7 separate regions of the Mus musculus genome follow, and regions 1, 2, 3, 4, 5 and 7 are each linked to region 6. A link is a contact called in public HiChIP or PLAC-seq and promoter capture Hi-C data. All regions are on one chromosome and are shown on one strand. Each heading gives the region's core, a stretch centred on a gene start, on an enhancer-like site or on the middle of the called end of the contact. The rest is flanking DNA. Distances are from core to core; before and after follow the strand shown.

Evidence for each region. Promoter capture Hi-C pulls out the DNA fragments that hold promoters and counts their contacts. HiChIP or PLAC-seq counts read pairs in DNA pulled down with a chosen protein or histone mark. Capture Hi-C pulls out chosen DNA fragments and counts their contacts.
Region 1: a contact with region 6 is called in a FOXA1 HiChIP or PLAC-seq map of pancreatic cancer cells. The contact joins the promoter of Stac3 here to the promoter of Stat2 in region 6. A contact is called at or near these places in 8 of 39 promoter capture datasets (the C10 cell line, the SN4741 cell line, cranial neural crest and 5 more), 2 of 115 datasets of contacts at active chromatin or transcription factors (astrocytes and pancreatic cancer cells) and 2 of 9 other capture datasets (adipose tissue and liver).
Region 2: a promoter capture Hi-C map of hippocampal neurons shows a contact between it and region 6, with 2.9 times the contacts expected there. The contact joins the promoter of Arhgap9 here to the promoter of Stat2 in region 6. A contact is called at or near these places in 9 of 39 promoter capture datasets (the C10 cell line, the HPC-7 cell line, HPC-7-derived erythroid cells and 6 more), 4 of 115 datasets of contacts at active chromatin or transcription factors (astrocytes, embryonic stem cells, stem cell-derived neural progenitor cells and 1 more) and 3 of 9 other capture datasets (adipose tissue, liver and pancreatic islet).
Region 3: a promoter capture Hi-C map of liver shows a contact between it and region 6, with 3 times the contacts expected there. The contact joins the enhancer-like site here to the promoter of Stat2 in region 6. A contact is called at or near these places in 3 of 39 promoter capture datasets (cranial neural crest, embryonic stem cells and liver), 1 of 115 datasets of contacts at active chromatin or transcription factors (astrocytes) and 1 of 9 other capture datasets (liver).
Region 4: a promoter capture Hi-C map of neural stem cells shows a contact between it and region 6. The contact joins the promoter of Lrp1 here to the promoter of Stat2 in region 6. A contact is called at or near these places in 4 of 39 promoter capture datasets (cranial neural crest, hippocampal neurons, liver and 1 more), 4 of 115 datasets of contacts at active chromatin or transcription factors (astrocytes, embryonic midbrain, embryonic stem cells and 1 more) and 1 of 9 other capture datasets (adipose tissue).
Region 5: a FOXA1 HiChIP or PLAC-seq map of pancreatic cancer cells shows a contact between it and region 6. The contact joins the enhancer-like site here to the promoter of Stat2 in region 6. A contact is called at or near these places in 2 of 115 datasets of contacts at active chromatin or transcription factors (astrocytes and pancreatic cancer cells) and 1 of 9 other capture datasets (adipose tissue).
Region 7: a promoter capture Hi-C map of adipose tissue shows a contact between it and region 6, with 2.7 times the contacts expected there. The contact joins the promoter of Inhbe here to the promoter of Stat2 in region 6. A contact is called at or near these places in 8 of 39 promoter capture datasets (cranial neural crest, frontonasal cranial neural crest, hematopoietic stem and progenitor cells and 4 more), 1 of 115 datasets of contacts at active chromatin or transcription factors (bone marrow-derived macrophages) and 1 of 9 other capture datasets (adipose tissue).

The regions. Positions count from the first base shown.
Region 1 is chr10:127,499,452-127,503,082 of GRCm38.p6, forward strand. Stac3 (SH3 and cysteine rich domain 3) reads left to right here and starts at 2,235. Exons shown (of 12, transcript NM_001359751.1): 1 at 2,235-2,285; 2 at 3,231-3,398. The coding sequence starts at 3,333.
Region 2 is chr10:127,320,172-127,323,610 of GRCm38.p6, forward strand. It overlaps Arhgap9 (Rho GTPase activating protein 9), which reads left to right and starts at 1,793. Exons shown (of 16, transcript NM_001285785.2): 1 at 1,793-2,260; 2 at 2,523-2,719. The coding sequence starts at 1,945.
Region 3 is chr10:127,425,425-127,428,988 of GRCm38.p6, forward strand. The region is part of intron 2 of R3hdm2 (R3H domain containing 2); the gene reads left to right. Among named protein-coding and RNA genes, the nearest start is that of Gm23819, 23 kb to the left of the region's middle. Within about 2 kb of position 1,412, at least 84 of the 459 cell types and tissues checked have an H3K27ac peak or open chromatin away from gene starts, as enhancers often do. A contact at or near this core is called in astrocytes, embryonic stem cells and liver, where this site is marked.
Region 4 is chr10:127,619,505-127,622,999 of GRCm38.p6, forward strand. Lrp1 (low density lipoprotein receptor-related protein 1) reads right to left here and starts at 1,644. Exons shown (of 89, transcript NM_008512.2): 1 at 1,114-1,644. The coding sequence starts at 1,183.
Region 5 is chr10:127,601,758-127,605,525 of GRCm38.p6, forward strand. Lrp1 (low density lipoprotein receptor-related protein 1) reads right to left here. Exons shown (of 89, transcript NM_008512.2): 6 at 3,652-3,768. It overlaps Gm51820 (a long non-coding RNA gene), which reads left to right. Exons shown (of 2, transcript XR_003949046.1): 1 at 1-1,744; 2 at 3,042-3,768. Among named protein-coding and RNA genes, the nearest start is that of Gm51820, 4.6 kb to the left of the region's middle. Within about 2 kb of position 2,099, at least 141 of the 459 cell types and tissues checked have an H3K27ac peak or open chromatin away from gene starts, as enhancers often do. A contact at or near this core is called in adipose tissue and pancreatic cancer cells, where this site is marked.
Region 6 is chr10:128,269,212-128,272,573 of GRCm38.p6, forward strand. Stat2 (signal transducer and activator of transcription 2) reads left to right here and starts at 1,287. Exons shown (of 24, transcript NM_019963.2): 1 at 1,287-1,506. It overlaps Apof (apolipoprotein F), which reads left to right. Exons shown (of 2, transcript NM_133997.3): 2 at 1-2,039. The coding sequence ends at 748.
Region 7 is chr10:127,350,110-127,353,700 of GRCm38.p6, forward strand. Inhbe (inhibin beta-E) reads right to left here and starts at 1,739. Exons shown (of 2, transcript NM_008382.3): 1 at 1,139-1,739; 2 at 1-902. The coding sequence starts at 1,436. The coding sequence ends at 148.

The DNA.
Region 1 (3,631 bases), core at 985-3,484, 770 kb before region 6:
CCACAGCTGCTGAGAGGGGTTTTTATAGGTTAAGAAGATTTCCCTAGCATGTGCACATGTTTTTCTAACCTTTTCCTTCCGGCCTCTCCCCTCCCCTGTACACAATTCTCAGCAATGGATGAGTCTCTGAATTATGGTCTATGGTTCTCACACTCGGCAAACTGCTCTTGATCAAGCTCGTTGCTTCTCAGCGCTGGGCCTTTGTGTCTATATCAGAGGTTTCTTCTTGCTCATTAATTCTAATATTCATTACAGCCTGACTACTGAGCCGGGCAAGTCCAGTCCAGAACTAGGTCAGGATGCTGGCCTCATTCCTGTCCATCTGATCTTCTGAAAACCTTCAGGGATGGAGACCTTGCACCTTTAATCCTTAAAAGCTTAGGCTTGGGTTCTTGGCAGGAACACAAATGGCAGTTACTTATAATAAAAAACACCTGAACTTGCAGTGCCAAGGTGGTCACTCACCAGTCCCTGTCCCCGTCCCCTGCAGTTGACAGAACTGAGACTCGCAGATCACCACTTGCAAGGTAGAGCTGTCTAGAAGAGAGAGTTTCCAGGCTGCTGCCTCAGTGCCACAGCCTGCTAATCCCAGTACTCAGGAGGCAGGAAGGCAGACAGACAGACCTCTGAGTTAAGACCAGCTTGAACATACCATGTTCTAGGACAGCCAGGGCTACATAATCAGAATAGAGAAAGCTGGGTCTCCCAAGATTGCAGCCGCCCCCTCTTCCTTTTCATTCCTATGCTGGGGCTGTCTGAGTGTGTGAGAGGTGGAATTGCAGTTAAAATGGGTAAAGACTCTACAGCTTGGCTGTCTCCTAGGTTTACAGTTCTCACGGGGAAGGGAACATTCTTTACAGATGAGAAACACTCACCATGCAGCCATCAAGATGGCTCAGTAGGTAAATGCTTGCTACCAAGCCTGAAAACCTGAGTTTGATCCCAAGATAGGCGGAGGAAGGAGGGAACTGACTCTGGTACGTTGTCCTTTGACCACATGTTAGAGGGCATGCCCCAGTAAGTATACACACTTAGTATAGCTTAAACGATAAACGAAAGTATACTTAGAAATAAACCTCATTACAGAAGGCAGCTGTGGGCTGGCGAGATTGGCTAGTGTGTAAGCCCAGTAGCCTGAGCCCAATCCCTGGATCCCATGGGATGGCCTCTGACGTACACACACACCTGCACTCACACACATCCAGACAGACAGACGAGAGAAGGACACAGGCAGCTGTAACCTTCCCAGGGTTAACTATACAGGGACCGACCTGACTCTTGTTAAAAAGGTTTATTTTTGTTTTATGTGTATAGGTGATTTGCCTACATGCGTTTAAATATACAGCGTGTCTGCGGGTGTAGGTCCTCTGGAACTAGAGTCGCAGAGCTCTGTAAGCTGCCACGTGGGTGCTGGGAACTGAACCCAGGTCCCCTGGAAGAGAAGCTCTGCCATCTCTCCAGCCCCATAGCTTTTGGGTTTTGCCACCATCTTTTTCAGTAACATACATTCTCTTCATCTTAGGGACAGGATTTTAGGCGAAAGGGGAGAAAAATGCACCCGTGCACTTGAGAAAGCACTGCATTCGATCAGCTGCCAGTGAGAAAGTCTTTCGTGGCTGACAGAATTCTGAGTCACATCCTCTTCTCAGCTCCCATCCCTTTCCTAGCCTGAAGTTTTGGTGTTAGCTAGGCATGGTGGCACATACTTTTAATCTCAGCACTCAGGAGCTAGGCAGAATGATCCCTTGAGTTCAAGGCCAGCCTGGTTTACAGAGCAAGTTCTGGGAGAGCCAGGCCCACACAAAGATACCTATCGGGGTGGGGGAGGCAGGAAATAAAATCCAAGAACGTGATTGAAATGAGCCCAGGGAGGGTAAGATTGGAACGGTTATTTGAACCTTAAGGGGAGAGTATGGGGGGTTCCATTATCAGATCTAAAGTCCTTCACGTGACTGCGTCTTGAACAGGAGTGCCTTTCCTGCTGTGGGTATAGCTTGGCAGTCTAGCCACATAGTTAGCATGGCAAAACCCTGTTTTCAATCCCTGGTACTTGGAGTGGGGTGCTACTGTATTGGGTAGAATATGCCTATTCCTGATAAGCCAGAACTGACCTGCTCTGTGTAAACACTCGGAGAAGAGCTGTTCTGGGGGGCGGGGGGGGGGGGGGATGGGAGGAGTCAGGGTCGAGCCCTGCCCCAGACCTCCTGGTTCCAATTTCTCCCTGTCAGCTGTGCTCTCAGCTGTCCACTGTCCTCCAGCCCTGTCACTTCAGCTCTGCCACCACGGTGAGAGGCTCCAAGGCCTACCTACTAATACTGTCTGGGTAGCTGGTGTGGGTCCAGAAGGTACCAGAAAGGGGGCTTACCTCCCTGAAGGAAGAGGGCTAGCCCTCCCCAGCAGCACCATCAAGGTCTCAGAGACCCCTTTCCACAGTGAACTGACTTAGGGAGTCTGGAAAGTAAGTCGTCTCTTCATTATCCTTTCATTTCTTCTAACCTGAGTCTGTTGGGCTTCTTCGTCTCTCTCCTCACCTGTGAGTAGTTTGGGGTTTTGAAGTGAAATTGTCCTAGTTCAGGATGAGTGAGGATTGGAGAAGGGGGTAGGGTGTGGTGGGGTCCAGGGAATGGAGGGGTAAGGGAAGGGAAGGCTCACATTACTCTGAAAACCTAAAATAGCTGAGGCCTGAGGCAGGCCAGGGAAGAACTAGGCACAAGGCCCCCAAGGCTCAGGAGAGAGGTAGGGGAGGACAGATCTCTGGACACACCTTCAGACACGCAGACGGGTTAACCGTGTTAACCATGTTAAACCTCCTGAAGCCACTAGAAGATGTGTATCATCGATCAGAACTACCTGTAGGACAGCTGTTCTCAACCTGTGGGTCGCATAGCAGACGTCCTGCATGTCAGATATTTATATTTCAATTCATAACGGTAGCAAAAGTATAGTTGTGAAGGAGCAGTGAGATAATTTTATGGGTCACCACCACACAAGGTACCACAGCGTTAGGGCCACAGCATTAGGAAGGTTGAGAACTGCTGTAGAAGAACCTAGAAGACAAGCCTTGAGTAGCATGTTGGATTTGTAGACTCTGGGCTTGCTCCTTGATGTGGAAAGTATCCGTGTAAGCAACTGACTGGGGAGTCTTTCCTCTGTTGGACATTTCTCGGGGGACCTCCATAGAATCTCTTCATAAGCTCTGCCAAAGCTGTCTAACCAAGTTTCTCCCAAAGGCTCCCCTTCGAGGGCCACCCTACTGTGTGCAGCAGGACTGCTGGAATAGAAGAACAGCAGACAGAGATTAGAACTCATAGCGGGGCCCAATCTCTTGTAAGATGACAGAAAAGGAAGTGGTGGAGTCCCCTCAGCCCCCCTTTCCAGGAGAGACTCCGCAAAGTGGGGTGAGTCTGGACCTATGTCCGCTTTTGGGGGGAGCGGGGTCCAAAGGGCTGGGAAGCCATCACACAGCCTCTGAAGAAAACTACTCGGATTGAAACCGCTTGTGTGCGTCTCATTTATTATTGGGATAGCCAACACCTGCAACACCCAGCCCCCTAATACCAGGGACGTTGCTTTCCCATGATTGGAAAATGAGACCATGACTGTCATTTAATGATGGGTTTCCTTCACCCCT
Region 2 (3,439 bases), core at 543-3,042, 950 kb before region 6:
TCGCATCACCAGAGCGAAGAGGCACTCACCCTCTACTCCAGCTCTGCAAGCAGAAACTAAAAACCTTACACCACTCAGTGGAGGAAAAGCAAAGAATTGAGAAGTTTGCTTCTGATGCTCGGCACTCCCAGGCTAGTCAGTTCCTCTGCCGGCTAGGGAAAGGGCGACATCAGGTGACGTCAGTCTCCAAACACCTCTCATGATGTTTTTATTTATTTTTGAGACAGAGTCTTACTATATAGCTCTGGCTGTCCTGGAACTAACTAGATGTTGTTTGTTTGTTTGTTTGTTTGTTTGTTTTTAAAAAAGAATTATTTATGGGCTGGCGAGATGGCTCAGCAGATAAGAGCACTGACTGCTCTTCCATAGGTCCTGAGTTCAAATCCCACAACCACATGGTGACCCACCGGTAATGAGATCTAACGCCCTCTTCTGGAGTGTCTGAAGACAGATACAGTGTACTTACATATAATAAATAAATAAATCTTTTTTAAAAAAAAGAATTATTTACTTATTTATTATGAGTACACTGTAGCTGTCTTCAGACACACCAGAAGAGGGTGTCGGATCCCATCACAGATGGTCGTGAGCCTCCATGTGGTTACTGGGGATTGAACTCAGGGTCTTTGGAAGAGCAGTCAGTGCCCTTAACCACCAAGCCATCTCTCCAGCCCTAGAACTCACTATGTAGATAATGCTGGCCTCAAACTCATAGAGATGCACCTGCCCCTGCCTCCTGAGTGCTGGGTTGAAGGCGTGAGCCACTACATCGACTTCTGTACCGTGTGTGCACGGTCTCCAATTCAGCTGCAGTTAGTAAATTTCCTGTGTTAAGGTCAGTTAAGGTCTGGCCCCCTAAGCTGCTAAGGAGCTCATCCCTTTGTCATTTCTAGTTCTTGACGGCTCCTTCCACACAGGAGACAGTCCTCAACCAGTTCTTGTTAAGCATAGAAATAAAAAAGGCTGGAGAGATGGCTTGGCAGTTAAGAGCTCTGGCTGCTCTTCCAGAGAACCCTGGTTCAATTCCCAGTACCCACATGAGGGTTCACAACCGCCTGTAACTGTTGATCCCAGGGATCCAACACCGTCTTCTGGCCTCCTTGGGCAGCAGACATTTGGATGGTGCTGAGACATACACACAGACCAAACACTCACACATACAACAAGAATTGCAAATGGACGGAGCCCCATAATAAACCCGGGGACCCCTCCAGAAGGTTGATGCATAGATCATGCGCCCTAATGTGTCCTAGACGGGGCTGAAGGAGATATGCACTCTTCTTTTTTCCTTTCCTGCTCGCTTGTTTTTTTAGTTTTTCTGGTTGTCTGTCTGCACAGGAAACACAAAGCTTCGAGTCTGAGGCAGTTTGGGTGGTCACAGGAACACTGAGGCCTGTGTGAGCTTAAAAACGGGTCATGGCATAACCTTCCCTTCATCATTGTCACCTGTACTTTTGTCTGTGTTCTGCTCTTAGCCTGGCTCCTCCTCCTCCTCCTCCTCTTCCTCCTTATGTGCAGCTCAGGGCTCCCTTCAACATCCAGGATCAGGTCTTTCTGACCCTGGAACATCAGGTAACCTCGACAAGGTATCTAAAGATCACCAAGCTAGGTTGTCTTCTCAGATTCCCTGCCTTGCTTGCTGGGTAGGCTGCTGACCACATCCTCTCTCACCTTATTTATACACTTCCTCAACAGACACATCACACAGAAGTTGGACCCCCCCCAAACCTGTGCTGATCTCTCTCCCCTCTTCCTCTCGCCCTAAGGGTCCTGCACACACACACACACACACACACACACACACACACACACACACACACACACAAAAACACACACGCTCACACACACTCTTCAAACCATGCCCTTCTGTACGGAGGCACCAGCTCCTATTTCCTTCTGGAACTTCAGCACCCCCTTTTCCTATAGGTGACAGTGCCAGCCACCATGTTCTCAGGCCGGTGGTGGCCAAGTATCTGGGGAAATCTAGGGCTGAGTCTACAAAGCCCTTCTCAGGGACCCCAGCTCTGCGCCCTCTATCCGTTCACTTACACTGGGGCAGATGGCCGGCAGGTGTCTCTGGCTGAAGGTGACAGGTTCCTACTGCTTCGAAAGACCAACTCAGACTGGTGGCTGGCGAGGCGTCTGGGCGCACCCCCCAGCTCTCGGCCCATCTTTGTTCCAGCTGCATACATGACAGAGGAATCAATCTGCTGCCACAACCCAGCAGACACTACCTACAACAGCTCCCTCTGGACTCCTGGTAAGTAAGCTTTGAGCCTCCCCCCTCTTCACCTTTCCGACTCTCTGACTCTTCCCGCTTGAGCGCTGAGAGCACTACTCTGTCTTACCTTCTGCGGACTCCTTTGATAAGCCTAGTTCTCACCCAAGCCACTGTGGCGTCCCCTTTACACTCTTAGCTCTAGGGCCCGTGTCACTTCCCGGCAGCCTTGCCCTGCATTCCTAGACAATTCCCAAGGTCATATCTGTCCTCACCTGCCACTCCTTCACATCTCTCTTTCCAGGGACAAAGCTGTATCATGGCTCCCTGGAGGAGCTCTATCTGCCTCAGGAACCCCAGGTTGCTTCTGGGCAGCCTCTTCACCATCCCCACAAGATGTGCAAAAGTGTCAGCACGGGCAATGTGAAGGCCTGCTCCCTGAAATCCTTCAAGGAAGGGCCAGGAGAAAGGTCTCACTGGTGGATGACAGAAGTTGCTGTGGTGAGTTACAGAGCTTCCTGGAGCATAACTCAGAGCTTGGTCGGCCGCCTGCACTACAGCAGGGTGGGGCGGGATCTATGTGAAGTGGTGAACTGGACACAGCCTCCCTCCCTTAAGTACTGAAGGTAGGAGAGGGGGACACAGACAACACCCCTCCCTTAAAGATCAGAGAGGAGGGGAGAGGGGGACAGATGGACACAATGAGGAGAAGAGGCTGAGGTGCTCTGAGAAGATCTCGCAGGAGCAGGAAGAGTGGCCATAAGCAACGTAGGGGATGAGAAAGGACAGTCGAGTTACAGAGGCCCTGGAGGAACAGGGTATCCAGTACAGCCAAAGGAATGTCAGCAGACTGCTTTTCTCCAGTTCTAACTCCTAGCCCAGGGCAAGGTTTGTCCTAAAGTCCTGTCTTCAAGTCAGGACACTAGCAAGTTCCTTCTAACACTGAGTGCCTTGGTCAGCCCCTCCCCCACTCTGTTGTCAGTTGTATTTTGAGCCAGGGGTCTTAGTCCGCAGTAGGCCCAACTCGCCCCGCTTCCTTTTGTAGTTCAGACCGACCTCAAACTCCAGCAGCTGTCCTGCCTCAGCCTCCCAAACGCTGGGGTTGCTGGGATTACGAGCAAGCCCAGTGTACACTCTCTCTTTCACGGGTGTATAACAAGTCTTTCTCTTCCCTAGCTCTAGCGTAGTCTCTCACTTCTTGGTGTCTTCTTTTACTCTCGA
Region 3 (3,564 bases), core at 162-2,661, 840 kb before region 6:
TTTGGGGGTGGTATGAGGATCATACCTAGAGCTTTCTGCATGTTATGTGAGCTACATCTCAGCCTTCACGTGCAAGCTTTGAGGAAACAGATTTTCAAGCCATGTAAAGAATGCGTTTCTAAAGTAAATTATAAGTATAGAGTGAGCATTTCAGACATGCGTCTTAAGCATCATTGCCAGGTTCTGAGGCACACACCTTTAATCCCAGCATTCCAGAAGTAATCTCAAAGGCCAGTCTATGAACATGCACTCTGAAAGATTATCTTTTCTCCTTTTTGACCATCATTTATCTTTTGGTTGGTTTGGGTTTGTTATTTCTGGTTTTGTAGAGAAACTCACTACATAAGCCTCAGATTTACTGTGTAGCCACCCCAACCTTAAATTCTAAGTCCTCCGACTCCAGCCACCTAAGGGCTAAGGCCAGGTGTCTGTTAGTAGGGAATGCCTAATTAACTTATCAGAGTGGACCAGGCCTCCATGTTCTCCCAGCATTCCGCTGTCCTACTGTTAAAGAGCATGGTTGGCACACCCTGTCCTCTACTCTGAACTCTCCAGTCCAGGGGCTGGGCTGCCCTTCCTTTGACCTTTGGCCTCCTGGCTGCTGTACCTGATCCCTCCCTCTCTCTTCCCTTCCTCTCCTCCTCTCCCCATATGGTTCAGGGTAGTGACCACTCTGAACTCTCTTAGATGTTTGTCCCTCTGGTTAGGTCTCCCTTATATTGATAATAAACTTTCTCCTCCACCATACTTAGGAGCAGCAGCCCTCCCATCCCCTCCTCTCCCTCTCCCTCTCCCTCTCCCCCCTCTCCCCCCTCTCCCCCCTCTCCCTCTCCTCTCCCTCTCCCTCTCCCTCTCCCTCTCCCTCTCCCTCTCCCTCTCCCTCTCCCTCTCCCTCTCCCTCTCCCTCTCCCTCTCCCTCTCCCTCTCCCTCTCCCTCTCCCTCTCCCTCTCCCTCTCCCTCTCCCTCTCCCTCTCCCTCTCCCTCTCCTCTATCTCTTTTTCATCCAGTGTGCACAACCATGCCTGTTTGGGCTTTTGTTGTAGTTTGATTGCTTTATTTTCAGACTCTGACTCGTGGCCTCCTCCTGCCTTAGCCTCCAGAGTGCTGGAGTTCTAGGCATGGGCTCCCTACCATTGTTCTGATTTACATGTTCTGCCTTAGCTCTCCATGTTGTGGGGGTCTTTGACTGTGATAGAGCTATCTCCTTGCTCAGGTGGGCTTAATTCTAGAGAAAATATGGCCATAGAAATGCAGCAGCCACTGAATCACTCTGAGTGGCCCCAGGATCTTGTCTTAAAAACAGTGAAGAATAATGAGCCAGGACAGCAGAGGAGCCAGAGCTTTACTGAGGTGGAGAGGAAGTCTGGCCTCCTGCCTGGGCCCTTTTTATGCCCAATACTTGGTCCTGATTGGCTTATGTAAACAAAGGGTTGTGCTGAGAGCCTTCAGCTTTGCTGAATTGGATGGCTGTGGAGGACTGAGATAGCTCAGGAAGAGCCTGCCATCCACAGAAGAAGTTACTAGGAGGGGGAAGAACCAGGAAGTGAGGAGTTGCTGATCAGCTTAAAGGCCCGTGGTCTTGTTATGTTAATATGTCACAGCCATTTAAAATCTACAGCTCCTGCCTAGCGTGTTGGCACACATTTAAATTCCAGCCCTGAGGCTGAAGCAGAAGGACCTGTATGAGTTCATGCAGGCCTACATAAGTGAGACCCTGTCTCAGACCACAGCACCATTCACAGCTTCTTAGGGAAATCCATGGAGTATGAACTTTATTCTACAGACTCTGCTCTCAAGGCCCAATCTAATATTTATATGCAGAAGGACTTCTGAGCTAAACTTAGAACTTTGGAGCTAAATTTGGCAAGATGTGCAGTTTGGGGCCAGCTGCTGCACCCACTGCAGTGCTGTCTGGGGAACTGGTGCTGCTGGTTGGCAGGTATTTCTCCTGAGGTCAGCCTAGAGCTTCTGCCTACACAGTACTCATCAAGAAGACAGACAACCTGCCAGTTTGTAACGCTTCTTCTTATCCTTATCTGTCTGAAAGAACCTACCTTACTCCTGTCTCTGTCATTTGGACATTTGCCTCTGGTGTCCACCTCTGGAAAGCCATTCCTTCCTTACTCTTCCGGTTGGGTGCTGTGCTCATGGTACTCCTCTTCCTCTGGATATCTGTGAGTGTACTCACTCATAGATATGGCATCCTGTGTATGGTGAGTCCTTAAAATACTGCCACATTTCTTAATACTGCCACATTTCTTAAAATAAACTGATTTGCAGGCTGGGTGGTAGTGCCTAGCATTGACGTGAAGGCTTTGTGTTCACTAAGTATGTACTGTGCCATTGAGGTGCCTTGACCTTCCCTCCCCAAATCCAGAATTTTAAATGGGCCAAATATCGAGCAAAAAATACTAAGCAATCCAACATCCTGTTACCCTTTATCTTCTTTTAGTTTTATGCTGTAACATATTTTAGAAGGAGAGCCTAGCCTTTAATGGCTGAGCCATCTCACCAGCCCACTATTATAACTTAGAGTCTTATTCTTTTGTATCTTTTGAAGTTTTTCTTTTTTTGTATTGCTTACTAACCTATCATAGTGCATTGACAAGAGCCAGCAATGTGTGTAACACTCATAACAAACTCTCTCTGCTTGGAGATTTTAATCTTCCCTGTACCTTCTCTAGTATATATGGAGAAAGAAGAGTTAATTTTTTTAAAAAGGGAAATGAACTGCAGAAAAGCAGGAAGTGGGCAAGTTCATAACTCAGTGGGCAAAAGAGATGCTCACCATTCTGACAGCCTAAGTCCAGTCCTTAGGACCTACATAGTTGAAGGAGACAGTTCTGCCAAGTGCGTGTTCACTTGCACACACACACAAAGATATAGACTAGATGTAGAAGAAAACTTGATTTATAAAAGAGAGAGAGCATGTAGTATTGCCCATGTGTGTTCTGAAAGTTTGAGACCCACTGTAAGGCCTGAGAGATGGGCTTGACCCGGAACAGGTGAAAACATTAGTTCACTAAAGAAGCTGTGTCAAAGTAACTTTTATTCTCCTGATGTAATTGTTGTCTCCAAGGCTTACTGCCTCAGTCTGCTGAGCTAGGCCTGGTCCTGCAAGCTTCTAGCCTCTGTACAATCTTATCTAGGCCTAGAGTGTTTTCATCCTTGGAGACTTAAGGCTGAATAAGCTCACCCTTTCTAGCTCTTTCTGAACTCTGACTGGCGAGTTCAACCCAGTTCTGGCTCAGACTCCTCTTCGAGGCGACAGACTCAATCTGGTTTTTGTTGGTTTCTCCTGAAGTGCTCTGCTTGGCCTCATACTAACTTTGGCAGTCTGTTCTAATCTTCTGGCTCCTTCTCATTCTCTGGCTCCTGTCTTCACCTGTGTTGGGCTTGTTCTCTCTCTGCAACCTGTCTCTGTACAACTGTCCCAGTAAAACTGCCTCCTTCCTTTCCTCCTTCTCTGTCTGCACTGCTCTCTTAAGTAGTCTCTCTTTCCTCTCTCTCCTCATGAGAGTTGGGCAGATCCTATTCTGTGAGATCGATCATTCTTTACCTTG
Region 4 (3,495 bases), core at 394-2,893, 650 kb before region 6:
CCCTTCTCAAGTTAGGGACCCAGCCCAATTCAACCCCATGACCCCAGCGTGAAGCCTGGGCAAGTCTTGAACTGGGGACTCATGGAAGAGGAAAAACAGCTGACAGAAATAGGGACGAGGGGCATGCAATTCCCCCAAAACAACACAGCAGCCCAAACCTAACTAATATACAAAGTGTATGTATGAAGTGAGACAGGGCTGGGCTTTACACATTTACTAAATGAGCAGGATTGGGGGCATGGTCATAACCCCCATCCCAACCTCCAACTCTCCTTCCAACCCAAACTGTGATCAAGCCTGAAATCGGGGAGACAGAGCTTCCTCTGAACCCCTCCCCAGCGTTCCAGACCATTCTCCAGTCTCTTCCAGAATGATGACATCTGACGTTTTTCCTCTCATCTTAAAGCTCCCAGGAATTAAGAAGGGAAAGCCAGCCATAAGCGTCACCAGACCCCTCCATCCCTCAACCGGGCTCCTGACTGAGGCCCTCAGCGGGGAGCTGCTCACTTCGGAACCCAGGCAGGCAGCCCAGGATTCTGGACCCGGGCCTCCATGCCTGGGATGCAGGGCTCATTCCACACCCAAACAGGGGGCCCTGCCTATCCCCACCCACAGCTTTCTCGGCCTGCCTGCCCTTTGGCCAGCAGGGCACCCCTAGCCGGCTTTGCCTTCCAGCCTTCAGAGTCCACTGCAAAAGGCCCTCCGCCCCCTTTTGCAGCGGTACACAGCAAATCCGGATTCCTTCACAATTCAGATGGGGGTGGGGGGGCGGGAGGGTGGAGGATGTAGGGGAGGCAGAGGCCCTCCCGTACCAGAGATAGGAAGAGAAGGCCTCTTAATCCCAAGATCAGAAAAAGGGGGAGCCCTCTTTTCCTACCCAGGCCTCTGGTCTTTGTCTGAGCTGGGGGGCCCTGGAAGCATCATTTGTCCCAGGCTCCCATCCCCCAAATCAGACCCCATCCCCGCCCCCAGTCAGGCCTCTGCTGTGTCAGCTGGACTGGGATAACAAAAGGCACCCCCTCCCGCGTCTCCCTTCCCCATCCAGACGCAGGAGTGGGGGTTGGGGAGGGGGAGCCCCCAGGGGTCCATGGGGGCCGCCGGAATCTCACTCACCATCCATAGTGGCCCCGGAGACCAGAGCTGAAAGCAGCGGCAGCAGCAGCAGCAACGGCGGGGTCAGCATGGTGTGGGCCGATGCAAACAGCAGCCCCCACCCTCTGGTCCTGTTACTTCTTGTCCTCGCCCCCCCCAATTGGGGGGTCCCCCTTTATCTTCCTCTCCCCGACTCTTCTATTCTTATCCTTTCCTTAAGCAAAGCGAACCAGGGGCATAGGTGAAATGGTACAGTTCCGAGCCCCCTGGGAAGGGCCTGCTGACGCGGGTGCGCCCCCTGCCCCCAAATTCGAACCCTTCACCCCTGCTTTACTCCTCGCTCCTCTCCCCCTCCCAGGGCGAAGCTCACAGCCCCATCTCGGAGCCGCCTCTGGCTGCAAAAATGCACAATTGGGAGGAGGCGGGGTGGGGGGTGGGGGGCGTGGACCCGATGGGGGTGCCTTGGTAGGGGCCTGATGGAGCACTAGGGGCTCCCCCGTTTCCGCCTCCTCAGTGCACTGGCCTGGAGCTCGCACCGCTGCTCCCCTGACTGAAGTGCCGCGGGGGGGGGGGGTGGGGGGGAGGAGGGAGGGGGGTGTTCAGAGGGGAGAGGGAGGGGACAGGGAGAGGAGGGAAGGAGGGAAGGGGCGGGGAAAGAAAAAAAGAGGTGGGGGGGGGGGGAGAAAGAGCTACGCGGCAATCCTGACAGTGCGCATGCGCTGATTTGGCGCGCTGCCCTGGGGAGGGGGAGTCGGAGGCGCTACAAGCTTTGGAGTTCTGGGAAGCGGTCCGAGAGTGGGAGTCCCCGGGCACCCTGTCCTCTAACTGCGTCTACCTCATCCCAGCGCTCCCTAGAGCCGGTAGAGCCAAGGGTGGGAATGGGGTAAGGGGCAAGGAGAGCTGCGCTCTAGTGCCTCTTTAAAACTCTATGTCACACCCCAGGATTTCAGATCCCCTCAGTGGGGTCCCGAGCCGCTGTCTAGGCGGAGGCCTGATTTCCTTGGGGAAACCCAGACAGTGCCTCCCTAGCCTAGGGTGGGGGCAGGGGTGGCCGGTCCGCCGGGAAGGTGCGGGAAAGGCTGAGCTTTGATTTGGAGACTTTGTAAGAACCGGTCTGGGATTGGGGCCTGCGTCCTCAGGAGGCGGAGTGAAGGAGTGGCCACATGGACCCGCCCCCACCTCGCTCCAGGGCTCAGAGTAAACAGGGACACCCGCGGGGACACGCTGCAGCTTGTCGGCCCGCCTTGGGCTCAGGGATGGAGCCCACCTTAGTACCCGCCCAGCCCTGCTCGCCTGGCACGGGGCGCAGGAGAGGCAGGCTCTGGTTTGGAGAGAGGTGACTCACCAGAGGGTGGGGTTGGGGTAGAGCCATCCCCTTTCGCCCTGAGAGGTCAGGCTCGATTTTTTTTTTGTTTGTTTGTTTTGTTTTTGATACCTTCTGACTGGCCTCCCACCAAGTCAGGGTTTCAGATGCCAAACTACAGGGAGTTGGAATGAAGGACTCCAGAGCTCCGCTACCAGACACCAGTCCTAGGGGGCTGTGTGCTGAGTGCCGGACCTTTGTCCCCAGTCTCAGTCGGTTTGGGAACGGTACTCTGGAGTCCAGAAAGCATCGGGCGGTTCCTAGGGCCGGCGAACGTGCTTCCGGCCACTGCCCTCTTGTGGGCGACGTTTGAAGACTGTAACCCTTAGTGTCTGACTTTCTCTGTGACCTGAAGTGAAAGTTCTGGAAAGCTCAGCAGGCGACATCCCTGGCTAGAGATGAACTTTAAAGACCAGGGACCAGTACACTAACTCCACAGGAGTGACCCCCACACACACTCCAGCCTGTCACTGGCAGAAAATAGACTTGTCCATTAATGACTGAGAGCCTTTCTTCAATGAGAGCTTATGCGGCTCACGGACAGGCTAACTGTATAGTCTCCCAGGCTGGACTCTCAGGATCCATCTTTCCTCCGTCCAGTTTCCAGCCTGTGCTCAAGTAGAGGCCTGATGTCTTTCTTCCTTTTGAAATATACTGAAGGTTTCCTCCTCCTCCTCTTCCTTCTCCTCCTCCTCTTCTTCTTCCTCTTCTTCCTCCTCCTCCTGTTCCTCCTCCTCCTGTTCCTCCTCCTCCTCCTTTTTTTTTTTTTTTTTTTTTTTCTAGCACAGGGTTTCTCTCAGCAGGGGTGGTCTGTTATTCTTTTATCCAGCTTCCATGGCCTAATACAGTGCCAGGCCCAGGCATGGAGTCACTAAATATTTTTAGTGGATGCTCACAGGCTTCTGCTAGGTCTCCACCCAATATTGTGGTCCAAGCAAAATCTGGTTGAAACTGACCTCAGGCAACGTTGACAGGGAAAAAAAAAAAGATATCAATAGCTACCATGCAGCTTGTAGCCTGAGAAGGCTAAGAGCCTGCCG
Region 5 (3,768 bases), core at 849-3,348, 670 kb before region 6:
CCATACAGCAAAACTTTGTCTCTAAAATATATTTAAAAGGTGAACCCAGTAGTGCATTCTTGTAATTCCAGTACCAGAGAGGCAGAAACAGGAGGATACTGGGGTACTGCTGGTCAACCAGTCTACCTCAGTTGGCAAGCTCCAGGTTTAGTGAGACCTTATCTCAAAAACTAAGGCAAGAGGGCAGGGGCGAAAGAAGGGATCAGTGATTCAGACACTTGCTAATTTGCAGTAACTACACCCAGAGGGTGGTTCACAGCTATCTAACTCCACTTCTGAGGGATCTGCTACCCTTTTCTGGCCTCCTTGGGCACTAGGCATGCATAGATACATACATGCAGGCAAAACATTCATACATATGTAATAACAATTTAAAAATAAGGCAGAAGGGTATGGAGGAAGACACCTGATATTGACTCCTGGATTTTGCACGAATGTGTACACACACGCCATCTACACACAAGTACACACACATAACGTGCACCAAGAAAACTAATAATGCAATCATAGTATAGGAAATTTCTAATGAGACTATCAGGTAAGAACATAACCGCAAAGCTGAACTTTACAACTGGGGACTCAAGGCAGGAGGGAGCAGAAGTTGAAGGCCAGCCTTGGCTGTGTAACAAGTTAGAGGTCAACTTGGGCCGCACAGGATCCTGCCTTAAAAATACAAAACAAATCCTGTTAAGAGGGCTGGTGAGTTGGCTCAGTGGGGAAACTGCTAAGCCTGATTCCCTGAATTAAACCCCCAGGACCCAAGCAGTGAAGGGCTCTCATATGTTGTCTTCTGGTTTCCACATGCGCACCATGATTCATGTGTGCACGAATACACACACACACACAAACACACAGAGAGTAAAGAAGTTAATAAAATATAAAAAAATTAATAACCTTTAGCAACACTTTTTTTAAACTTGTACATGCTGAAATGAACACTACGTCTCTGGAGAAGGGATGACGCTTAAAAAGAGAGAAAGTACTTATTTCCTTATTATTTTTCTTGAGTAAGGATCTTGGTGTACTTTGATGTGGGCTCTAGTGACTTCTCTGTCCTCACCTTCAACCCCATGAGTCTCTTTTCCCTTTTCAGTCCTGGAGATGGAACACAGCCTGCCATGAGCCACTCTCCCAGCTCACTCCCCTTTCTTTTCTGGCCTCACCCGTTCAGGTCTCCCAGTTCATTAGGCAGAAGAGAAGGTGGGTCTGGGCTGTAGCTGAGGTGGGAGAAGAAGACAGGCACACCAATCTAGGCCAGTGTGGCCACGCATGGGGCTATGGAATTAGCAGACTGTGCTGTCTGAGGGAGGAGGTAATGGGCCTTGTGTGGGTGTGTGGGTGGCTGGGGAGCTCACAGGGCTCTCAGGATGCCGAGCAGACCGGTCCCCATGCTTCAGGACCCATGTGAACAGGGCCCCCTTCCCAGCTTCCTTCCTTCTTTACATTTATTTCTGTTTGCAGAGGTCTCTCTGAGGCAGGCTTCCCCCATCTCCCCGCACCAGTCGGATGTCCTCACTGGCTCCCCTCTTCTCAGTCATAAGATACACACCCCAACCTTCTGACAACCTCCTGACCCCCTCCCCACCCTCTTCCCTACCGACTTAGGTATGTTCCCAGGGGTCTCACAGAGGTCCCAGTCATGGGGAAGGTTGGGAGGATCTGGCTGCAGGATGGAAGGCAGAAGGCAGTGGATTTTTCCTTCATTCTCCAGAGAACTAACTATAGAACAGCAGCCCCTGTGCAGGTATGTAACCGGGGCCCCTGGAGCTCCCTGACCCCAGGGAAGGCCTCCTCCTGAGGAAGGGGATGTACCAGGGGTGGGGGAGGGTGTTACAGAGACACTTCCGACATCCTCAAGCCAGGGCCCATAATTAGTTTGTGGGATGTGAGCAAACCACCATCCTCAGGGTGACAGCCAGACACTCTGGCGTCAGGAGTGGGGGTGGGGACGAGGTAGGGAGGGACGGGAGCTGGGGCAAATGGAACCCAATCATTCCTCCTGAAAGGATTTTCTCCAAGCACCTTGGTCGCTTCCAGATAGAGTTCCTGGACTCTGCCCCAGAGGCCCAGTGAAGTCCTGAAGCCTGGTAGGCAAGGCAAATCTGTTTGCCAAGGGAGGGGTGTCGCTACCCAAGGTTACTTCCTGCTTCTTTGGGGAAGAATAGCCAGGCCAGGGCAGAAGTTGAGAAGGTTCCCAGGGGGCACATCATAGCCACCTACCCGGTATACCCATGTCTGGCCCCGAGGCAAGGCTGCCATTGCTAACCCTCTTTGCCCAAGCACGCCTGTTGAGTGGGATGGTGAACTAGAAACACAGGCAGGGTAGTTGTCTCCAGTCTCAGCACACAGGGCTCCTTGAGCTACCTATCCCAAAGGTGTCTGGCAGTTCTCTGCTGTGCGCTCCAGAAGGACAGACACCCAATCACAGGTGAACCTTGGACACTGATAACTGCAGAGCTAGAGGTTGATGTCTGAGCAGTATCCTGAGGCCACAGAGAGGAAGATTTGCTCTGTTTTCCACCATCGCCCTCTCTCCCACCCCTGAAAGGACCCTCAATCAAACTGAATCCTTTATAACCTCATGGGACCTTGGCTTTCTTCGAGGGAGCCTCACAGGCCTAGAAGAAGAGCTTACAGACCTACTACAGGAGCGGGGATCTAGCCAGCCGTAGGATGCCTGCTTAGCATCTGTCAGCGAGCACCACCAAACCAAACCAAACCAAACCAAACCAAACCAAACTAAGAACCAAAGGCTATAGGATCCACAGTTCATTGCCCTCAGCCTCATTAGCAAGGCAATCTTTACCACCAGTTTGCACTTTATCAGATCTGGACAGAGTAACAACAGCCCATTACGCAGTTTAGGGAACTAAGTTGTGGTGGGGAGCTCTGGTTTACTCAAGGTCAGAGATCTATGTCTGAGGGCTGGGGACAGATCAACCACAGGCCAGACCCCTCCCGGCAGCCCTGTGTGGCTTTTCGGGGAATGTGACTCGGCCAGCTGTTGACTCTGAAGCAATTACTGTTTGTTTGTGTAACAGCACGAGAGGGGATCTGCACCCAGCCATGCGTGAGTCCAGCCTGTGACACCCTTCCTCACGCTTAGACAGCAAAGTTGCCTCGGAAGAGAAGAGAAGCCTGCATGGGAATGGCCAGCACATCCTAAATGCTCCAGTGGCCCGTGGTTCGTCCCTTCGTCTCATTGACTGCCACAGACAGGAAGTAGGCTCAGGGACTTGGCACCTACCCAACAGCAGGACGTCCTTTCTGGCCATACTCCTGAGGGTAACAAAATCACATGGAAGCCCAAAGCAAGCCAGGCTCAGGCTCCTCTGCCCTCTGCTACTTAACAATGTCCGTCCTTCCCCAGCCCCCCTGCAGATGCTTCTGTATGGGAAAGCCCCTCTGCATCTAATGACACTCTGCTTTCAAAGACGGGACAGTCCCTGGTCTCTGGAGAGTGACCATTCGTGGCCTTCTCAGTTGACACTTCTCCGCTGAGGCATCCCTTAGCCCTGAACCAGAAATGAAAGAGCCGGCTCAGAGTGAAAAGGAAGAATAGCCATCAATCTGCTCCTGTGTGCAAGGAGCACAGACCTGGTCTCAGACTCTGCCCGTCTCCCCCGCTTCCCTGCCCTCTGAGTGACTCACGGTGCAGGCTGAGGGAGATGTTGATGGTATGCTCATCCACAAAGCCCTTCAGGCCAGGCATCCGGGCACACTTGAGCTGTGTCTGGGCAGCACTGTCCCCAACGTGCACCCAGCATA
Region 6 (3,362 bases), core at 37-2,536:
TTACATGCCCCCTGTCTCCAAATTCCTGGTAGGCCTGGCTCTAAGGAATGCTCTGGAGGCAGCTGGCTGCCAGGCTGAGGTCTGGGCTCTTCAGCTTCAGCTTTACCGATTAGGAGGTGTGGAGGCTACACAAGCCCTCATCCACCATCTCCAGGAGCTCCAGAAGAGTGGACACACAGACCGGGAAGTGTCTGTGGATGCCCTGTCCTCTGCTCTGCAGCTCTTAGCCTGGGAGCAGCCAGGTCCAAAGAGGGCCAAACGTTCGATTTCCAACACAGACTGCGACAATGATCAGGAACAGAGTGTCCACAATGTGGTTGACCTACTACCAGCAGTAGGCACCTACTACAACCTAGGCACAGCTTTGTATTACGCCATTAAGAACTGCTCTGACAAGGCCAAGGAACGAGGTCGAGATGGGGCCATAGATCTGGGTTATGATCTCTTGATGGCCATGGTAGGCGCGTCAGGGGGCCCAGCTGGTGCGGTGATCACGGCTGCTCTTAAGCCAGCGATGAAGGCTGGGGTTCAGCGGCTGATCCAGTATTATTATGATGAGAAAGAGGTGACCACCCCTCAGCCAGAGGTGACCACCCATCAGCCAGAGACCGGAAAGGATGCCACCACAGATATCGGTGTTGTGGAAGAAATAGCCATGTCTAATTTTGTGTCAGAAGTTGAAAGTACAACTTCTAACTGGGAGTGGCCTTTATTAAAGAACTATGGTGTCTTGGCGTACAAGAGATAGTAACAAAACAACCAATAAGTGGAAAATTCTGACAAGAGAAGTGTAGATGGATGGATGGGTGGGTGGATGGTTTGGGATACTGTCATCGCTTGCCAGTAATTTCCTTCTTGAAACTTAGATTTTTACACTCTAATGGGGCTGGCTAACTTCCACCTGAACAAGTGATTATAGAAATTAAAAAGCGTTATCATGAACCCACAGTATTTATCATTCATATCCTCAAAAATACCTTATTACCTCAGCTCTTCCCTCCCTATCCTAAGGGACGCAGGTCCCACCCTTTCTATGGAGTCCTAGGTGCCTTCACGCACCCTGGTTTCAGTTTCCTTTCCCTAGAACTCACGGTTCGGTTCGGGTAAATCAGCTGCTAGAATTCCTGGCTAAGACTTTAGTTGGGCTCCGCCCGACTAGGGGGGCGGGAGCGGGCACTAACGAGCTTCTCCCTCTCCGCCAATCACTGAAGTCGGCGGTGTGGTTTCAAGCAGCTTGTCCAGCCCAGCGCTGAACGGGGTTGTGTTTCAGCCAATGAGAGTGACACGCGGGGAGGGCGTGGCTAAGCTTTCGGTCGCCCCACCGATCCCGGAACGCCGAGCGTCCACAGCCGGGTGATCCATTCCGCCAGCCGGGTGACCCATTCCGCTGTTCGCTATCTTGGTCCGCCGGAGTCGGGGGAGGGTGGAAAACGGGTCCTTGAACCGCTTGGAGAATTGGAAGTTGCAGCGAGAGCACTGGAAGGAGCGGCACTGGACCCTCAGAAGGTACAGGCCCCGAAAGGGTGTGCGGAGCGGGGCGGAGGTGCCAGCCGGTTCCCGGGAAGGGCTGCTGCCCCGGGTGATGCCCCTGTAGACAAGGCTTCTGCTCTCTGGCTGAAGTCGAACACCCTGCAGGATGCTGCACCGCTGCACAGTTCTACTTCTCAACCCTGTCGACTTCCTTCCAAAACTCCTCCGCAACCCTTGCAGCTGCTCTATGTACCCATTATGATCCTTGTCATAAGCCAAAGCTTTAACCTCTGCTCTGCGAATCTATTTACTTATTTGTTTGCTTCCTTATTATATTTTTAAAATTTGTATGCATGTTGTGTTTATGTACTAGGTGCGTGCCTGAATTGGCCAGAAGAGGGCCGAATTTACTAGGACTGGAGTTAAGATGGTTGTGAGCAGCCATGTGGGGGCTGGGAACCGAACCCAGGTCCTCTGGAAGAGCAGCCAGTGCTCTTAACCATGGAGCCATCTCTCGAGGCCCTTTACATAATTTTTGATCCTTGCACAAATAAATAAATAAATAAGAAAGACATCCTTGATCATTATGTGTGTGTGTTTGTATAATATATATATATACACATATGTATATATATATATTATATACATATAATACATATAAACTATAGTCCTAGAGGTGAAACTGTTTGCTTAAGGTTACACACAAAGTCTAGTTTATTTCAGAAAACCTTATTCAGTGCAAAACTGATATCGGAGAGTGAAGCCAACTAGAGAAAGTACTTTGTTGCAGCCCCTATAGCCTACGTGCAGTTAGTTCACTTAGGCAGACTTTGGGTGTGAGGGTTGAGACAGGGTTTCTCTGTGTAGCCCTCCTGTCCTGGAAACTCAAAGATCCACCTGCCTCTTCCTCCCAAGAGCTGGGATTAAAGGTGTGCACCAACACCACCCGTCAAGTTTTTGTTTCTTAGAAGCAATACAGGCATATAATTTAAAGAGTCAAGTACCCGTTTGGAGCTGTAGCTCAACCAAAGCTTTCACAGAGAGTAAGGCACGAGGATCAAGGATTGCAAGAAAGCTAAAATGAAAACAAACATTTTGTTTGAAGAGAGATTGGATCAGGGCTATGGAGATGGTTCTTCAGTTAAGAGCACTGTCTGCCCTCCCAGATGTCCTGAGTTCAATTCCCAGCCATGGTGGTTCACAACCATCTATAATCCTAGAGTCCTATAGGATCCAATGCCGCTTCTGATCTGTGGGTGAACATGCAGACAAAACATCCAACATATACATAAAATAAAATTTTTAGAAGGAGAATAATTGGATCTCCTGCCCAATCTCTTCCCTTCTCCATTCCTGCCTTTAAGGAAAGAAAGTCAACGCCTGGACTCTAGGTGGCAATGTTTGCTCTGTAGTAGAATCATGTGACCTTTAAAGAACACTTGTGTTTCTTCTAAGCTTTTCAGCTCTAGGTACAATAAGAGTAAGATTTTTATTTTTTCCTTTTTATTTATTCTTCTCTCATACATCCTGACCATATCCTCCCTTTCCTTCCCTTCTCCCAGTGCCCCCACCCCATCTCTCCTCTCCTCCAGATCCCCTGCCTCTCCCCTGTCAGCAAAGAGAAGGTCTCCCAGGGGTATCACCCAAACACGACATAGCAAGATGCAGTAAGACTAGGCACAAACCTTCAGATCAAGGCTGGCCAAGGTAACCCAGGAGGAGAAGAAGGGTTCCAAGAACAGGCAAAAGAGTCAGAGACACTCCACTCCCCCCACCCACCCCACACACAAGCTAAACAATCATGACGTATTTGCAGAGCACTCATCTCAGAGTGTTGCAGGCTCCATGATTGCTGCTTCAGTTGCTGTGAGCCCCTATGAATCCTGCCTCGT
Region 7 (3,591 bases), core at 489-2,988, 920 kb before region 6:
CCCATTTAAGTTCCATAGGGGTCAAACCCAGGCATACTGCTACACAGCTTATTGGGTGTCAGTATGGATCCGGAACTCGAGCTTCCAGACACGTGGGAACCCCCAACTTGAACCTTGAACTTCACCCAGAACCTTCAGGCCCTGTTGCTAGCTGCAGCCACAGGCCTCTACTACCATGTCTGGCACATCGGTCTTGACCACATTGCCATTATGGTCAAGGTAGAGGAGAGAGAGAGGCCTTCGTGCAGTGGGGACACAGCAGGAAGAACCCGCAGGCCAAGGGTTGTTGGCTTTGAGGAGGCTAAAGACGGCAGAATGGAAGGAGGCAGCAATGCCAGGACTGCCAGCCAGGTGGGGCGGGCACTGCCCACTGCAGTAATTCAGCTGGTATCCCTCCGGCTGCAGGATCCAATCCCGCCACCCCAGCTCCTGGAAGTCTACATAGTGGTCTCGCCTACAACATAAGGGGGTCTCAGGCTCACAGGTGGGAGTCCTCCTCCTGGCCCGACCTGCTCCAGGTTCATTAGCTCGGATCTTAAGTTCCAAGAAGGGACGTTGCTGTCCCGCTGTGTCCAAGAGCAGCCGTGGCAGTCCCGCAGCGGTGCTGTTAAGGTCCAGGGGTCTAAATTCCAGTTGGAGTTTCACGACGCCAGAGTCCTCACTCCGCAAGCCGCTAGAGGGCAGAGTCAGGGCGTGCCAGCCAGAGGAAGTGGTTTGGTGCTCAGCTAGGAAGGTGCGGAATCCTCGGCACCTAGTGGTGCCGCAACGGAAGATCCTCAGGTACAGAGTGCCCGGAAAAGAGGGAGGCACATGCAGCCAGAGGCGGGCATGGTACAGGTGGTGGGACCAAAGAGGGGACAGCTGGAAGGTGAGCATGGAGCGGTAGGTTGAAGTGGATTTGTCTGCTCAGACAAAAACAAAAACAAACAAACAAAAAAGCAAATTAAAACATGAACAAAGCTTCTCTCTGACACTCGGCCACCCTACCCAACCATCCCTCATCTCTCATACAGACCTCTGCAAAGGGCCTGGACGGCCTGTGTCCCCAGCTCTTTCTCTTGCCACACCCCACGCCTCCTGCCTCCCCTGCAGGCCTCTCCTTGTGTCTCCTGTCCCCGGTCTCTCTCCCCTCACCCACCTATGATGGTAGCAAAGCTGATGACTTTCTCTCGGTTGCCAGGGACCATGCTCTTGGGCTGCAGTCTCCGGAGGGCTCTGGTCAGTGCTGCCTGGGGCAGAGGCCGAGTTATTCTGGGACGGCTGGTTAGGTGCAGTCCCTCCAGGATTTGCTGCTTGGCTAGCTCCAGGACCAGAGCGCGTTCTCCTTGGGGTGCCAGTGTTGGGCCCCCACAGGACGGGCACGCAGATCTTGTACTCTGCACCCACACCAATGCCCACAGCAGTATTAGCCAGAGCTGGGCTTTTGGAAGCTTCATGCTCCAGGTAGATGGCTCTGCTTTGAGAACCTCGAATGGGTGGCAGTTTTATGAGTCTGATTTCCCAAAGAGGATACAGAAGCAGCAGCAGCAGCAGCAGCAGCAGCAGCAGCAGCAGCAGCAGCAGCAGCAACAGCAAACCAGTGTCACAGCTACCCTTGACAAAGAGCAGACCAAGCTACTTGTCCTCAATAGCCTAGGACTCAGGAAGACTGAGAGTAGATCGCCTGGTGGGGTAGCTATGTGTGACCCTCACAGTTCATGACTAACTACTGGCAGGGCCTCTTTAGAGCCAGTTGCTTGGGATCCCTCACCTAGCGGTCAACCAGCAGACCTACCCTCTGAACCTTAGGATTGGCCAGCTGCGCTGCCCATCAGGCCCCTGCAGGGGGTGGAGGGCTCCCCCGGGACTCGAGTTTCACCATCTGGGTGTGGTGGCTTGAGGTAGGGGTATGGAGGTGCAACGTGGACATGCATGATGCAAGAAAGAGGATGATTTCACACGGTCAGTTCCCAAGGTCTGGGATTCAGGTGAGGGAGTCCATAGGAGCCAGGTGGGGATGGGCGGTGGCTCCTCAGTATGCCCTGACTGACTTCCGAGCTTGAAAACGGAAACCGTTTTATGAGGCTGTTTCAGTGGGTTAGTTCTCGGGGTTTCCATGTCAGAACAATAATTCTAGCGTTCAAGCCGAGTTAGGTTTTAGAAAGGGTGGTTTAAAAAAAAAATGGAGTCCTCTTGATCAGGCCTAGGTGGCAGTGCCACGGGACATAGAAATTACCTTTTGACCCTGCCTGTGCTGGCTGCCCAGAGTCCACCTGGGGGAGGGCCAGAGCAGGGATGAGGACATCTTCTGTGATGTCTGGGGAAACCCGGCCAGGTGGGCTCGTGGTGATGCAATCTTACAGCAGAGCAGAGTCCGGCAGAGCTGGCAGAAGGGCGAGCGCCTTTGAAGCACCTGTGCCTGGTAACTACTGCCTTTAGGGTACTGTAGGAGTTGGCCAAATCTGAGGCAGCCCAGGAGTGGTGCCAGGCTTCTGGTAATGTAGTTGGAAAATGGAAATTTAAGGGACCTAGGGGACAAAGCCGGAAAAGCCGCCTCAGGTCTTGGTCATCCAGGCTTTGTTTTATTTTTGCTTGTTTGTTTGAAAGATTTATTTATTTTATATATGTGAGTACACTGTCACTGTCTTCAATCAGATACACCAGAAGAGGGCATTGGATGCCATTACAGATGGTTGTGAGCCACAACGTGGTTGCTGGGAATTGAACTCAAGTCCCCTGAAAGAGCAGCCAGTGCTCTTAGCCACTGAGCCATCTCTCCAGCCCCCGACTTTGTTTTTTAATGTGTGCGCATGTGTGTGTGTGTGTACGCGCGTGCTCGTGTGTGTGCATGTGTGTGCTTGTGTGCACGTGTGTGTGCTCGTGTGTGTGCATGTGTAAGCTGGAGCACAGCCCTGTGTGCCATCCCTAGGGACGTCATCCACCTACCTCCTTTGAGACAGGACATCCTTGCTGGTCTGGAACTCACTAATTAGACTACACTGGCTGGCCAGTGAGTCCCAGTGTCTGCAACGCTGGGATTGCATTTCTACCTGGGCTCTGGAGACTCTAATGCAGGTCCATGCGCTTGTAAAGCAATAGCTTTATCTACTGAGTTATCTCCCAACATCTGACCTCCCCCAACCCCATTATAGGCTCTCTTTGTGTAGCCCTGGCTGTCCTGGAACTTGCTCTGTAGACCAGGCTGGCCTTGGACTCACAGAGCTCCACCTGCCTCTGCCTCCTGAATGTTGGCATTAAAGATGTATGCCATCAGCACCCAGCTTATTTGGGGTGTGGGGGTGTGGGTTGTTATTTTTTAATTTTTTAATTTGCTTTGGTTTTTGTCTTTTGAGATGAGGTGTTTCTACGATGTCCAGGCTGGCTAGAACTTCTAGTATAAGTGATTCTCATGCCTCAGTTTCCTTTGTCGTGAAGACTATGGTGAATTACTTTATTTTGTTGTGGTCTGAGACAGACTCTCCTGTATGTAGCCCAGGCTGACTTTGAATTCCCTGTGTAGTCAAGGGTGACCTTCAATTCCCTGTGTTGTTAAGGGTAACCTTCAACGTCTATTCTTGAGTGCTGGGATTAAAGGCATGTACCACCCTCAGC